2 separate regions of the Mus musculus genome follow, and region 1 is linked to region 2. Evidence: chromatin contacts called from public Hi-C data. All regions are on one chromosome and are shown on one strand. The core of a region is the stretch at or near the end of the contact, and the rest is flanking DNA. Distances in the headings are between cores, read along the strand shown.

The links. Hi-C and Micro-C count contacts between places; a contact is called where the count stands out from the background.
Region 1: a contact with region 2 is called in a Hi-C map of bone marrow-derived macrophages, with 5 times the contacts expected there. The contact joins two enhancer-like sites. A contact is called at or near these places in 6 of 484 Hi-C or Micro-C datasets (CD4 T cells, bone marrow-derived macrophages, cerebellum and 2 more), 1 of 115 datasets of contacts at active chromatin or transcription factors (bone marrow-derived macrophages) and 1 of 9 other capture datasets (embryonic stem cells).

Annotation. Positions count from the first base shown.
Region 1 is chr16:93,025,409-93,031,761 of GRCm38.p6, forward strand. No RefSeq gene overlaps it. Among named protein-coding and RNA genes, the nearest start is that of Gm41499, 72 kb to the left of the region's middle. Within about 2 kb of position 3,448, at least 91 of the 459 cell types and tissues checked have an H3K27ac peak or open chromatin away from gene starts, as enhancers often do. A contact at or near this core is called in bone marrow-derived macrophages, where this site is marked.
Region 2 is chr16:92,570,026-92,576,486 of GRCm38.p6, forward strand. No RefSeq gene overlaps it. Among named protein-coding and RNA genes, the nearest start is that of Gm30224, 23 kb to the right of the region's middle. Within about 2 kb of position 3,041, at least 45 of the 459 cell types and tissues checked have an H3K27ac peak or open chromatin away from gene starts, as enhancers often do. A contact at or near this core is called in bone marrow-derived macrophages, where this site is marked.

The DNA of each region.
Region 1 (6,353 bases), core at 2,198-4,697, 460 kb after region 2:
CCTTGTTCTCTCTCTCATCAGATCATCTGAACGCACAACTCTGAAGAGCTGGAGTTTGTCAGTTATTCTCTTACAGAAGGTCAGTGTTTGGGGCTGGAGAGATGACTCATAGTTAAGAGTGCTGGTCACACAGTCCTAATGTCTAGAGTTTAGATCCAAGCACTCATGGGGCAAGCCAGGAGTCCCACAAATGCCTGTAATTCCAACTCCAAGAGATCTGACACTCTCTTCTGACCTCTGTGTATGCACACATATGTGTATCTGCTTATGTGTGTGTGTGTGTGTGTGTGTATATATATATATGTATATATATATATATATATATATATACATATATATATATACTCATGCAGACACATACACACAGATAATAAATAAAACAAGTCTTAACCAGATAAAGTGTGAAGAACATTAAAGGAGAAGATGCTCAGAAGCGCAGGACTTGCTTCCACACCTGGGGCACCATTGTTGTCTGTTCATGATGGGATTAGCACATCATGCCTACTTCCCCTGTTGCTATGCAAAATATCGAGAAGCTGTGTCCTCAAAGGTTCAGATTTTGTAGCATTAATACTTCTTATTGCTTCATTAAAGGCATTATTTTAAGAACTCACTTGCTTCTGGGCCATGGTTGGCCATTCTTCAGGACATAATACTGGCGGCGGCAGCGGCTTGATTGCTAGAGGCACCAATAATTTACCCACCACTATTTTTGAAACTTGAGTATAAATACATTTTTTCCCAAAGGCAAATACTATCCCAGTATTTGTTCAAATAGTTTTATGCCTTGTGGACTTTCCGTAAGCGTGTTGGAGATAGACCCTCGGGGATCTGCATACCATCCTAGCTGAGAGTTACCGCAGAGCATATGTTACAAAGGACGCCTTATTCTCTGCAGACAGGAGGGAAGCACTCTGCTCTCTTCTGTATGGAACAAAGAAGAAAGGAAAAATGACTCAGGGTGGAGACTCAGGCAGGAGCCCAGTGCTTCTTGAAACCATCAGAAAGATTTGAGGGAAGACACCCAAGACGGAAGCTTTCATTCTCACTTCCCAGAAGCCAGCCTAGAAAAAAACCGTCAGTCTCCCCTGCAAAGAGCTGCTGTTTATCCCCGAGTAATCCAGTGTGCTGCTGCTGAACACGGGGCATAAAAAGGGACTCACGATAGCAGTCTCCACAGTGGGAGATTGAATTCCCATGCTCCACGACTAGAATGACTATTTTCTTCATCATTTTAACTCAAACTCGAACATGGAATTCCAGCCACTGCAGTAAGGCAAGAAAAATAAACAAAAAAGAATTCAAATCGAACAGGAAGAAATAAAGCCATCCTTCTTTGTTAATGACGTTCCTGTTTACATACAAGATTCGGGTAGCTAGGGCAGAGATGGCTTCAGTGGGTAAAGGTGCTTGCTGCCAATCTTGACGGCCCGAGTTCAATTCCCACACTTACAACCTCCTACAAGTTGTTCTATACACACTATAGCTTGTAGCCGCCACCCCCAATCCCATTAAATAAATAAATGCACTAAAGACAAAACCTCAGGGAATTATACAACCATAAGAAGCATACTTCTCAGAACCAAGTCAAGTCAGCAAGCAGAGTAGCCATCGGCATAACTAAAGTACGAAGCTGGGCAGAGTGGCCACAAGCATGACTGACATACGGAGCTCAGAATTTACCCAGATCACGAGTGGACAGGAGGAGACAATGATTGCAAACACGAGTTTGAAGGCCTGAGTTCAATCCTTGGGACTCAGTGTCCCAAGGGACAGGAATGCCATGGTATGTTTGAGCACTGTGTTTACCTACCCACCTCTCCTCTTTGTCTCTCCCCCAATAATAGTAATAATAATAATAATAATAATAATAATAATAATAATAATAAATATATGTGTGCTTTTAACAAAACAATAGGTAGGGCCTGTATTCTGTATGCTGGAATTATAAAACATGGATGAAATCACAAAATCCAACTTCAAGAACTCAACAGCTAAATTAAGCAATAGACATGTCCTGGAAGACTAAGTATATTAAGTATCCTGGCTAGTTCATTTTTTTTTTACTTGACCCAAGTTAGAGTTATTTGGGAAGAGGGACTCTAAGTTCAGAAAATGCCTTCCCTAAAATTGGGCTGTAGGCAAGACTGTAGGGCATTTCCTTAGTTAGTGAACAATGGGGGAGGGCCTAGTCCACTGTAGGCAGTGCCCTTCCTGGTGGTCTTGCGGTGTGTAAGAAAAGCCCAAGCAAGTCATATAGTCAGTTAGCTATGCTCCTCCATGACTCCTGCATCAGTTTCTGCCTGCTGGTTCCTGCCTGGAGCTCTTGGCCTGACTTCCCCTGATGGTGGGTTACAAGCAGTAAGATGAAACAAACACTTGCCTCCACTGGTTGCCCTTGGTCCTGGTGTTTCATTCCAGCAACAGACACCCTAAGGGAGTTAGGATCACAGCCCCCCCACCCCCTGACTGACTCATAGAATAGATGAAATTCTTACCAAAGTCTCAACCTAGTTTTACAACACAGAAAAACTGATTTTGACGTGGAGATAGAAAAGTTCACTCTCCTGGACCGTTCCGATCTTCTAGACTGAGAAGAAAGCGAGACATGCTCGCTCACACTGAGGCCGAGCAATAACTAAAGCATCGATACACCAGCAGCAGGCGACAAAGTAGCTCAGGAGCAGACCCACAGCAAGGTTGATTCCTTTCCCACAGCACCAGAAATTCCAGTTGTAATAGTGTATGCACAAAGTAACTGAAGCACGGAGAGAGCAACTTAAATTCTGGTGAGTTATTTTTAAAAATTGAGGTGTAATTTCCATTCTAAAAAAAAAAATCATTCTTTTCTAATATAAAACGGAACAGCTTCTGTTTTGTTCTTAATGTGCAACTATCATTTTGCCCATTTCCAGAATATTCCATCACCCAGAGAGAAATCTGTATGGCAGTGACTCTACATTTTACATCCCACCCCCACCCCCACCCCCACCCCACGCAGCTAAGACCCTACTCTCACATCCCTTTGTCAGTTTGTCTGTTTTAAGTGAATGTGTGTGTGCCCAGGTGTATATACGCGCACTACATTTCTACATGCCCACAGAGGACTCTCAGCTCCTGAGGCATTTCACAGCCATGGGATCAAGTGACATGTGGCTTTAAGCATTACTTTATTTTTACCTTGCTGTTGTACAGAGCAGAAGGAACTCAGAAGGCAGCCCTCAGACCCAAAGTGGCTCTAGCAGCTACCAATCCCACCTTGCTTTCAGGGCAGACTGTAGAGACCTAAGGGTTTTGATGACCCTCCAGGGAGAATCCCAAAGTGACTAAACTCAGATCTTCAGCAGACTGACCATTTTTCAAAAGCAACGCAGTTGCCCGAGCTACACTGCTAGCTTCCAGCTGGGGCAATGCTCGCACAGGCTGGCTTGGTTTTGCTTCCCCTTTTGTGGTGGGAAAGGGAAGCCGTGAAGCAGGTGGAGACCAGTTATGGAAAATGAGCAACACTTGCCTTTTCTGAAGGTCTGCGTCATAACCTTTTTTTGAAGGTCCTGTTCTCCTGGCTCTTAACAAATCCTGTTTTATGATGAGGAAACCGAGGCCCAGAAGTGGTCCGTGATTTCTAAAGTCATGCGCAAATTCACCTGCTTCCAGGCGTGTTCTCTCTGAGCATCCCTGTCTCCTGCTAAGATCAGCGCCAAAGGCAGATGTGTCACAGGAACATCAAGCAGAGAGGCCAGGGTCGTATGTTTTAGACTTCAATCTTCATAGTTGTGTAAATCGAAAAGCATACAAATAACAATAAAATCAAAACAAACAGAAAACCCCTATAACTACTAATTTAAATTATTATTTGTTCTTACTTCTATTCCAAATTATTTATAAATTTGAACCACACAATTGGACACACAGCACTATAAAAACTCTACCCACTTAGCAGCTCATACATCACCAACCAGCTGGCATTTATTGAGCACCTCCTAGATGCCTGGCTCTGGCTAAGAACTTTCCAGATATCTCTTCATTCCCAGATCACATCCACAATTTGAGGGAGACTGACTACCATCACTCAAGACACAGGATGAGCTAGTGGGCAGCTCAACTCCAGCCCCAGATCAAATCCATACTGTTGGCTACTGTACCAATGTGCCTTTGTGACACTCCCCCAAACCTGGACTTCAGAGTCCCTCCATGGCTACCATTGGGTAAAGGTCAGACTGGGAAACAGGTGGAGGAAGGAGGCCGAATGTCTGCACGGCAGGTGTGTCAGCTTCTTCTTCTCCCATCATTCCTCCCCCCACCCCCTGCCTCTCTCTTTGTTTACTTTTAAATGGGGAGGGGGAAAGCTGAGATAAAACATTTCATGAGTAATACTTCAAGATGCATTTGATTAAATTCTTGAAATGAGGTGTATAAGAGATTAGAAAAACGTGCCTGTGTTTCTATGTGTGTATGCATGAGCATGCATGTGTGCCTGTGTTTCTATGTGTGTATGCATGAGCATGCATGTGTGCCTGTGCGTGTGCATAAGCATGCATGTGTGCCTGTGTGTGTGCCTAAGCATGCATGTGTGCCTGTGTGTGTTCATAAGCATGCATGTGTATCTGTGTGTGCACAAGCGTACATGTAACCATTGAGTTTCCTGATAGTCCTGATGTGTTGTTTTATTTCTAAGTGATAACATAATTATCCTGGAGGAATGCAAGTGACAAAACTTTCAATACGCCATAGCTTATTAAGGGAACTTAAGATGGGCAGGAGGGTTGGTTCAGCAGTGCACAACACTTGTTGATCTTGCAGAGGATGAAGGTTTGATATCCAGCAACTATGTGGCAGCTCATGACCAACTATTCTTGGGCATACACAATTCTCTTCTGGCTTCTGTGGGCACTGCACACACATAGCTTATATACACACATGCAGACAAAAAACCCTCCTACACATAAAATGAAAATTCTTATAAAAAGTGCACTGATTGCAAACATTTAGAAGTAAAATTAGAGCATGTTTCTTTTGGAATTGGAGCTCAGTTTCAAACTAAACCTAAGCCAGGCACTTGTCATACGTTGGATTGCTTCTTCCTAAAACAGTTATGCTGAAAGCTTCCAGCCCCACCTGTTAAATGTTTCTGTATTTGGAAAGAGGGTTTTCATAAATATAAGCAAATTGTCTTCAAAATGGACCCTTAGGAGCTGGGGAGATGATTCAGTGAGTAAGATGTGCACTACAGACTTGAGTTCAGAACCTCAACATCCCTAGAAAAAGGAGGCCAAGGCCACAACTACCTGCAATCCTAGCAGAGATAGGAGGATTCCTGTGGCCAGAAATTCTTTCCAAAATGCTGAGTTCCTGACCCAGCAAAAGGCCCTGCCTTAAAATATAGGATGTAGAGTAAGAGAGAGAAGCACCAGATAGCAACATCTGGCCTTCACAAGCATGCACACATACATGTATACACACATACACACATACATACACTCACACACACAAATGCACACACATGCATACACGCACAGGTGGGGCTGGAAGCTTTCAGCATAACTGTTTTAGGAAGAAGCGATCCAACGTATGACAAGTGCCTGGCTTAGGTTTAGTTTGAAACTGAGCTCCAATTCCAAAAGAAACATGCTCTAATTTTACTTCTAAACGTTTGCAACACACACACATGCATACACGTACACACACGCACAAATGCACGCACATGCACAAATGCATGCACACACAAAATACACATGCACAAACATATGCACGCATATCCATACATACAACTGCACACACATATGCACACCTGTTATGTGTGCATATGACATACACATGCACACATACACGTGTACACACACATGCACACACATGCACAAATGCATGCACACACAAATACACATGCACACACATATGCACACACACAACTGCATAATACAACTCTACACATATGGACACACTCATGCACACATACACATGTACAGACATGCACACACATATACACAATACATACACATATACATGCACACACATGCACACATATACACACATGCACACACATATACATACATGTACACACACACACACACAAAAGATGGTCCCTAATCTAAATATGTGCACAGACACACAGGTAGAAGGCCACAGTACAACCCAGAGACTGGGCAATGCAGCCACTTGAGGAGGGGTGCCAAGAATTTTCAATTACCGCAACCCCAGAAGATATCAGGAGTGGTCCAATCCATGTGGCCTGGCTCATGCCAGAATGTCAGAATTTTGGGAGAACTCTCTAACCCTCCCATGAGACGTCCATGGAATTTTAATATGGCGGCCCCATGTAGCTGATTCCAGGCTTCAGGCTGTGGAGGAAGGGTGTT
Region 2 (6,461 bases), core at 1,791-4,290:
AGGACAGCCAGGGCTATACAGAGAAACCCTGTCTCAAAAAACCAAAAAAAATAAAAAACAAAAAAAACCAAAACAAAACAAAAAACAAAACAAAAAAAAAACCCAAAAAAACAAAACAAAACAAAAAAACAAAAACAATAAAACAAAAAAACCAACCAACCAACCAAACAAAAAAAAAAGAGGCATGAGCCTGGCTTCTTACACGCAACTCCATGTCTGTCAGATCCATCCACATGGTATGCCCACCTGTAGCTTGTGCCTTCTCATTGGGTATATTGTTGTGCATGAGCAAACCATTTTTCACTTATTCCTTCTTCTGTGGAAGGACATCTTGGTTTTATCTAGTTGATTTGCCATGGCTGGGGGAATGCAGGCTCTCACCTCCTGGGAGCAGAAGAAGGTGTGGTTGCTCTGTATATTTAGCTGTAGTGGATATTTCTAAATAGTTTTCTGAGTGTCTGTATCAACTTACCCACCAGAAGCACTTGAGAACTGCAGTTGCCCCACACCCTTGCCAACCCTGTGATATTTTTAGTTCTTAGAATTGAATGGTTTTTGCTTGTGTTTTTATTTCTCTTTCTATGATTATGAACCGGTTGCTTAAGGTTCCACACACTTGATTATTTGGATTTCTATGCTTCTTTCCCATTGCTTCCCTTTTTACTAATTGCTTTTTGGGGTGGAGGTTGAAACGGGGTCTTGTTATGTGGTCCACGATGGACTTGAGCTTGGCATTCTCTTGTCTGAACCCCCTGAGTCCCGGGGTTACAGAGATGCGCAGTCACACGCAGCCCGGATTGCTCCCTTTCAGGAGTTGCTTATTTGAGAAGGTGTCTGTCTTTCTTTCGTAGCAGGGAGATTGTATTTCTTATTGATTTTCAGGGTTATTATTATAACACTCGGTTCTGCTTGTTGCCTTTACATCTGCTTATCCTTAAACAAAAGAAGATGGAGTGCCGATAAATCTGCACTCTCTCCCCTTGGCTGAAAGCTGCGCTAAGATCTGAACACTCCATAGCCCTGACGCGTGGGTGAAGAATCTCAGAACAGAGAGACGAGATCTCGGTTGTGGGCACAGGTCGTGGAATCTTTCCTGGAACTGTTTCTGAGATGGTGGTCTCATTCTACTGTGAGGGTTCTGTGTAGAACAGATGTGAGATGTCGTCATGATTCTCCACAAAAGGGGGCGATGTGTGACTGGGACTCCTGATGCCCTGGATCGTGATCGGCAGAGACACCCTTGGTGGCCACTCTCGGACTCCTCACCCACGATAAAATGTTCAGGATCTCCCTGACCCCTTGTGGTGGTTTGAATATGTCTGATCCTCATTGGCCCATGGGGAATGGCACTATTAGGAGGTGTGGCCTAGTTGGAGTAGGTGTGGCCTTGTCGGAGGAAGTGCGTCACTGTGTGGGGTGGGCTTCGAGGTCTCCTAGTGCTCAAGCTCCACCCAGTGTGGAACAGGTTCCTCCTGGCCGTCTGCGGAGGACACACCCTTTCTGCTTCTTGCAGATTAAGAACTCTCAGCTCCTCCAGCACCACTGCCGTGCTTTCTGCCACGATGATAATGGACTGAACCTCTGGAACTGTAAGACAGGCCCAGTTAAATGTTTGCCTTTATAAGAGTTGTCTTGGTCATGGTGTCTCTCCACAGCAATGAAACTCTAAGACACCCCACCCCACCAGCTTTGTCACCAGGCAGGCTGTGCTGGTACTGTATCCCATCCATGGCGTGGGTCTGGAAGGCTTCACCAGGTTAGTTCTGTATCTGCTGGGCTACACTCACATTGGGACTGAGGCTGTGGTTAATCGTTTCATCACCCACCATCTTCCTTGTAGCCCACTTAACAATAACCTACTTTATCTGACAGGTTTGTATATGCATATGATACATTCAGGTCACTTATACTCTCTCTCTCTCTTTCTCCAAATACACACACACACACACACACACACACACACACCTCTCCTTGCACCAGCCTTTTTTTTTTTTTTTTTTTTTTTTTTTGGTTTTTCGAGACAGGGTTTCTCTGTGTAGCCCTGGCTGTCCTGGAACTCACTTTGTAGACAAGGTGCTGGTCTACAATCACTCCCAAGTGCTGGGATTAAAGGCATGCACCACCACCACCCGGCTCTGCTCTGCACCAGCCTCTTACCCTTACTTTGGTCCTGTTCTTATTTTAAGTTGTGACCCACTTGGTTTAATAAGGGGCTACCTGCATGGGCATGGGCACAGGTGTCATGTTGTCTCTTGGGGTGTGAGGGACTCACTCTGAAGACAGTATTGAAAACAAGGGTTTCTGTTCTACCAGCTACCCCAGGGCCTGGCTGGGCTGAGCCCCAGAGGCCCCTCCCCTCCTGTGACTGAGTGTCTAATGGTTCAGTCTTATGCAGAACCTATGCAGGCACTGCAGCTGCTGCAAGCTCACGAGTGCTGCAGCCATGACACACCAGAAGATAGCACTGCACAGGCCTCCCAACAGCACTGCATAGCACTCCCCACAGCACTGCATAGCACTCCCCACAGCACTGCATAGCACTCCCCACAGCACTGCATAGCACTCCCCACAGCACTGCATAGCACTCCCCACAGCACTGCATAGCACTCCCCACAGCACTGCATAGCACTCCCCACACCACTGCACAGGCCTCCCCACACCACTGCACAGGCCTCCCCACACCACTGCATAGGCCTCCACTCCGTCATCCAGCTTCTACATTCTTTCTATACACTCTTTCATGATGTTTCTTGAGCCCCTGCAGGGACAATAAGATTTCTGTTGCCACCATGGCTCTGTTCATTTCACACACATCATTTGTAATGCATACAAGGAGACCTTATGATCCTCAAATCCACCCAGGGCAGGAGGAGTCATTGGCATTTCAGTTTTGCAGATGATGACACTGAATCACAGGTAGACCAGATGTTCCAAAGCCTTAGGGTTCAAACCCAGGCAGGCTGGGTCTGGACTCAGTCCTAGCTAGCCATTTGCTGCTAAGAGAATGAGGAGTCAGCCACGCAAACCATTGAAGTCACATAGCTCTGGCCAAGGTCAATTCTCCAGTGTTGTGATGTTTGGCATGTCTCCTTTCCCTTCCTGTCCCTACTTCCCTCTTTCTCCCAGCTTCCCTCCTCCCTTCTCCTTCTCCCTCATTTCTCCTCTGCTCTTTCCTTTCTTTCTCACTGGGAGAAGTGGGTATACCCAGGCAGGCCACTGGCTTGATCCTGACTCCCCATCCTCAGCCTTCCTTTGAACTACTTTACTATTCTCACTGGGTAAGTTTGCTACAGCTGCTGCAACAAACTACCACAAATTGGGTAACTTAAAGCAACAGGAAGTCATCTCCCCATAGTTCTGGAGGTCAGAGGCCAGATGTCTGGAATCAGCTGTCATCTGATGGTCACGTGGTCCGGTCTCTTTCAAAGGCTAAATCTACACTAAACAGCTTTCCTGGCCCTCAGTGACAACTGGAATCTGCTGGGGTCCTGTGGCTCGGAGACATATCGCTCTGTCTCTGCTTCTGTCTTCCTGTCATCTCTCTGGTGGGTCAGATCTCCTCCTCTTTTTAGGACATTAGTCACTGGTCTTAGGATCCACCATAAATACAGTGTGATCTCATCCTATGATCCTTAAATTACTCACACCTATCCAAATAAGGCCATAGTCACAGAATAGTGATAGTTGGGGAAAAATGAAAAAAAAAAAAAACAACCATGTTTGCTGACACACGTACATATACATGAATGTTGGGAGAGCTATCTTAAGGAGGTTTGCAGAAAATGCATCTTCTAGTCATCACATCCCCCACCCCCAAATGTCAGAATTTTAGTTCAAGTAAGTGTGTGATTATAAATTCCTTGACCCTATAGGTAGCTTGTCATGCTTGTACACACTCCTGTCCCATCCCTTCAGAAGGAGTTGGTACTTGTCTGTCACCAAGAAAGGGGCCACCACATTCCTGCCCTGGGCCCAGGATGCTACCTGTGGGGTGTTCTGTTCTCTGATTCTTTAAGCCTCATGTGGCTGCCTTTCTTCCTTGTAGTGGACTGGCAGCCCCCCATTGTCTGTCTCCTGTCACCCTCTGCATCCCAGGGTCCTTGCCTTCAGTGGTCCCTCAGATGTTCTCATTGTTTCCTCCCTGCTAGACACCTCCCTTAAACTAACCCTCAAATCACGTCTACATTCTTTTGGGAGTATCCACATCAACATGTCAGTCCACAGAAACTCGCAGTAAAGAAACAGCATCATGGGCTGGAGAGATGTCTCAGTGGATAAAGTACTTACGATGTACACATAAGGGCTTGAGTTGGAATCCCAAGAACCCAGGTGTGGTAGCATGCATCTGCAATCCTGCTGCCCCAGGTGTGGTAGCATGCATCTGCAATCCTGCTGCTCCAGGTGTGGTAGCATGCATCTGCAATCCTGCTGCTCCAGGTGTGGTAGCATGCATCTGCAATCCTGCTGCTCCAGGTGTGGTAGCATGCATCTGCAATCCTGCTGCTCCAGATGTGGTAGCATGCATCTGCAATCCTGCTGCTCCAGGTGTGGTAGCATGCATCTGCAATCCTGCTGCTCCAGGTGTGGTAGCATGCATCTGCAATCCTGCTGCTTCAGGTGTGGTAGCACATGTCTATAATCCTGCTGCCCCAGGTGTGGTAGAAAGCATCTGCACTCCTCCTGCTCCTACAGTAAGATGAAAAGTGGAGGCAGGAGAATTTCCCAGGAGCTTGTGGGCTAATTTGTTTGGTGAACATGGTAGCAATCAACAGACAGACCCTGTCTCAATCAGGGTAGAAGGTGAAAACCAACACACCCCAGGAATACATTGTGGCATGAATGCTTCTACACCTACACATGGAAACACATATGCACACACATCCACATAACACACACACACATACATAATATACATACAAACATATAGATGTCATACACACAAAGATCTAAATGCATGCTAATGTATATGTGACCATGTAACATATATGCAAGCTTAAATGTGCGTGTATACATGGTAGTGTATGTGTGACCATGTAACATATATGCAAGCTTATATGTACACACACACATGCTTGTGTATGTTTGACCATGTAACATGTATGCAAGCACAAATGTGACTGTACACATGATCATGCATGTGTGTGAGAATTCCATGCACACACTGAAACATAGCAGCAAGTTATGAACTGCTACGGGCTTCTGTGTGTCACCTCTGTGTGTCACAGCCCTTTCTTTTCCATTCTACTGTCTTTGATTCCGCATCATGGGAATTAATCCAGAGCTACCCTGTGACCTTCATTTTGTAATCTCCCTGTAGGTTGCACCCTTGTTTTGGCTCATGGAGCACCAAATCCTTAGATTGTTCTCACAGACCTACTGTTTGTCCTCATCTTTCTGCTTCTGGCCTCCACCTTCATCCTCTTCTCCAGTCTCCACCCTCCCTCCAGCCCCCTCCTCCCAGCCCCACCCTCCCCCAACCCCACCCCCCTCATCCCCCACCAAGCCTCCATGTCCTCTCCAGTTCCCTCACTTGTGACACTATGCACACTTCAGAGAGAGACTCTCTCTCCAGCTGTGTCACTTCTCCAACCTCACCTGCTTACACCTGTGGGTCATTCCACTCTGCTTCACAATGCACCTCAGACACAGATTCCATTTGCCTGCCTGCCTGCCTGCTTCCCTCCCTCCCTTCCTTCCTTCCTTCCTTCCTTCCTTCCTTCCTTCCTTCCTTCCTTCCTTCCTTCCTTCCAGTCTGTCTGTCTGTCTCACACAGGGCATTGAGCTTAGGAGGGATGGGTTCTGTGTCTGTAACGCCCACGTTATCAATAATTTATCTACTGAGATTCTCTCTCTGTTCAAACTCTGAGGAGAATGCTCAGCCTAGAGCACAGTGAGAGCAGAGTGGTTTCCGCTGGTTGCTTAGCAAGCCAGGAAGTTACTTGCGGCCTTTACTACCTGATACCCGCTGCCCTGCAGCCGGGGATCCCCGGACAGCCAACGGTGGGGAACTGAGATGGTTTCCATAGGGTGTTGGCCCTAGAAGAAGCCATTGATGCTACTATAGCAAACAGGGCTGTATCTGAAATTTCTGCGATGTCTGTTGAAACACACGTGACAGAGCTTTTCAGAGCCTCATAAACACTCTGTCCCCAGCTCAGAAGACTACTGTTAGAGTGCCTGTCAGCTCCTCTCCTACGGCTTCTCTTCCTGTGAGAATGGCTTACCCCAGCCCCTTAACTTCATTGTGTTTCTAGTTGCTGTGAAGCAGTGCATGATGCTGTCAGGTGAGCTTCTCATGACCAGCCAATGACATCCCACCGCCTCACCTCCTCTACAGCCTGGCAGCCTCAAGCCTTCCGTGTCACGACTTGTCCCCATGTATTGTCTGGAAGGCCTTCAGAGGTGTAAGATGGAGAAGAAACATGGTGAGGGTGAAAAAAAAAAAGGCATCAGAAGAAGAG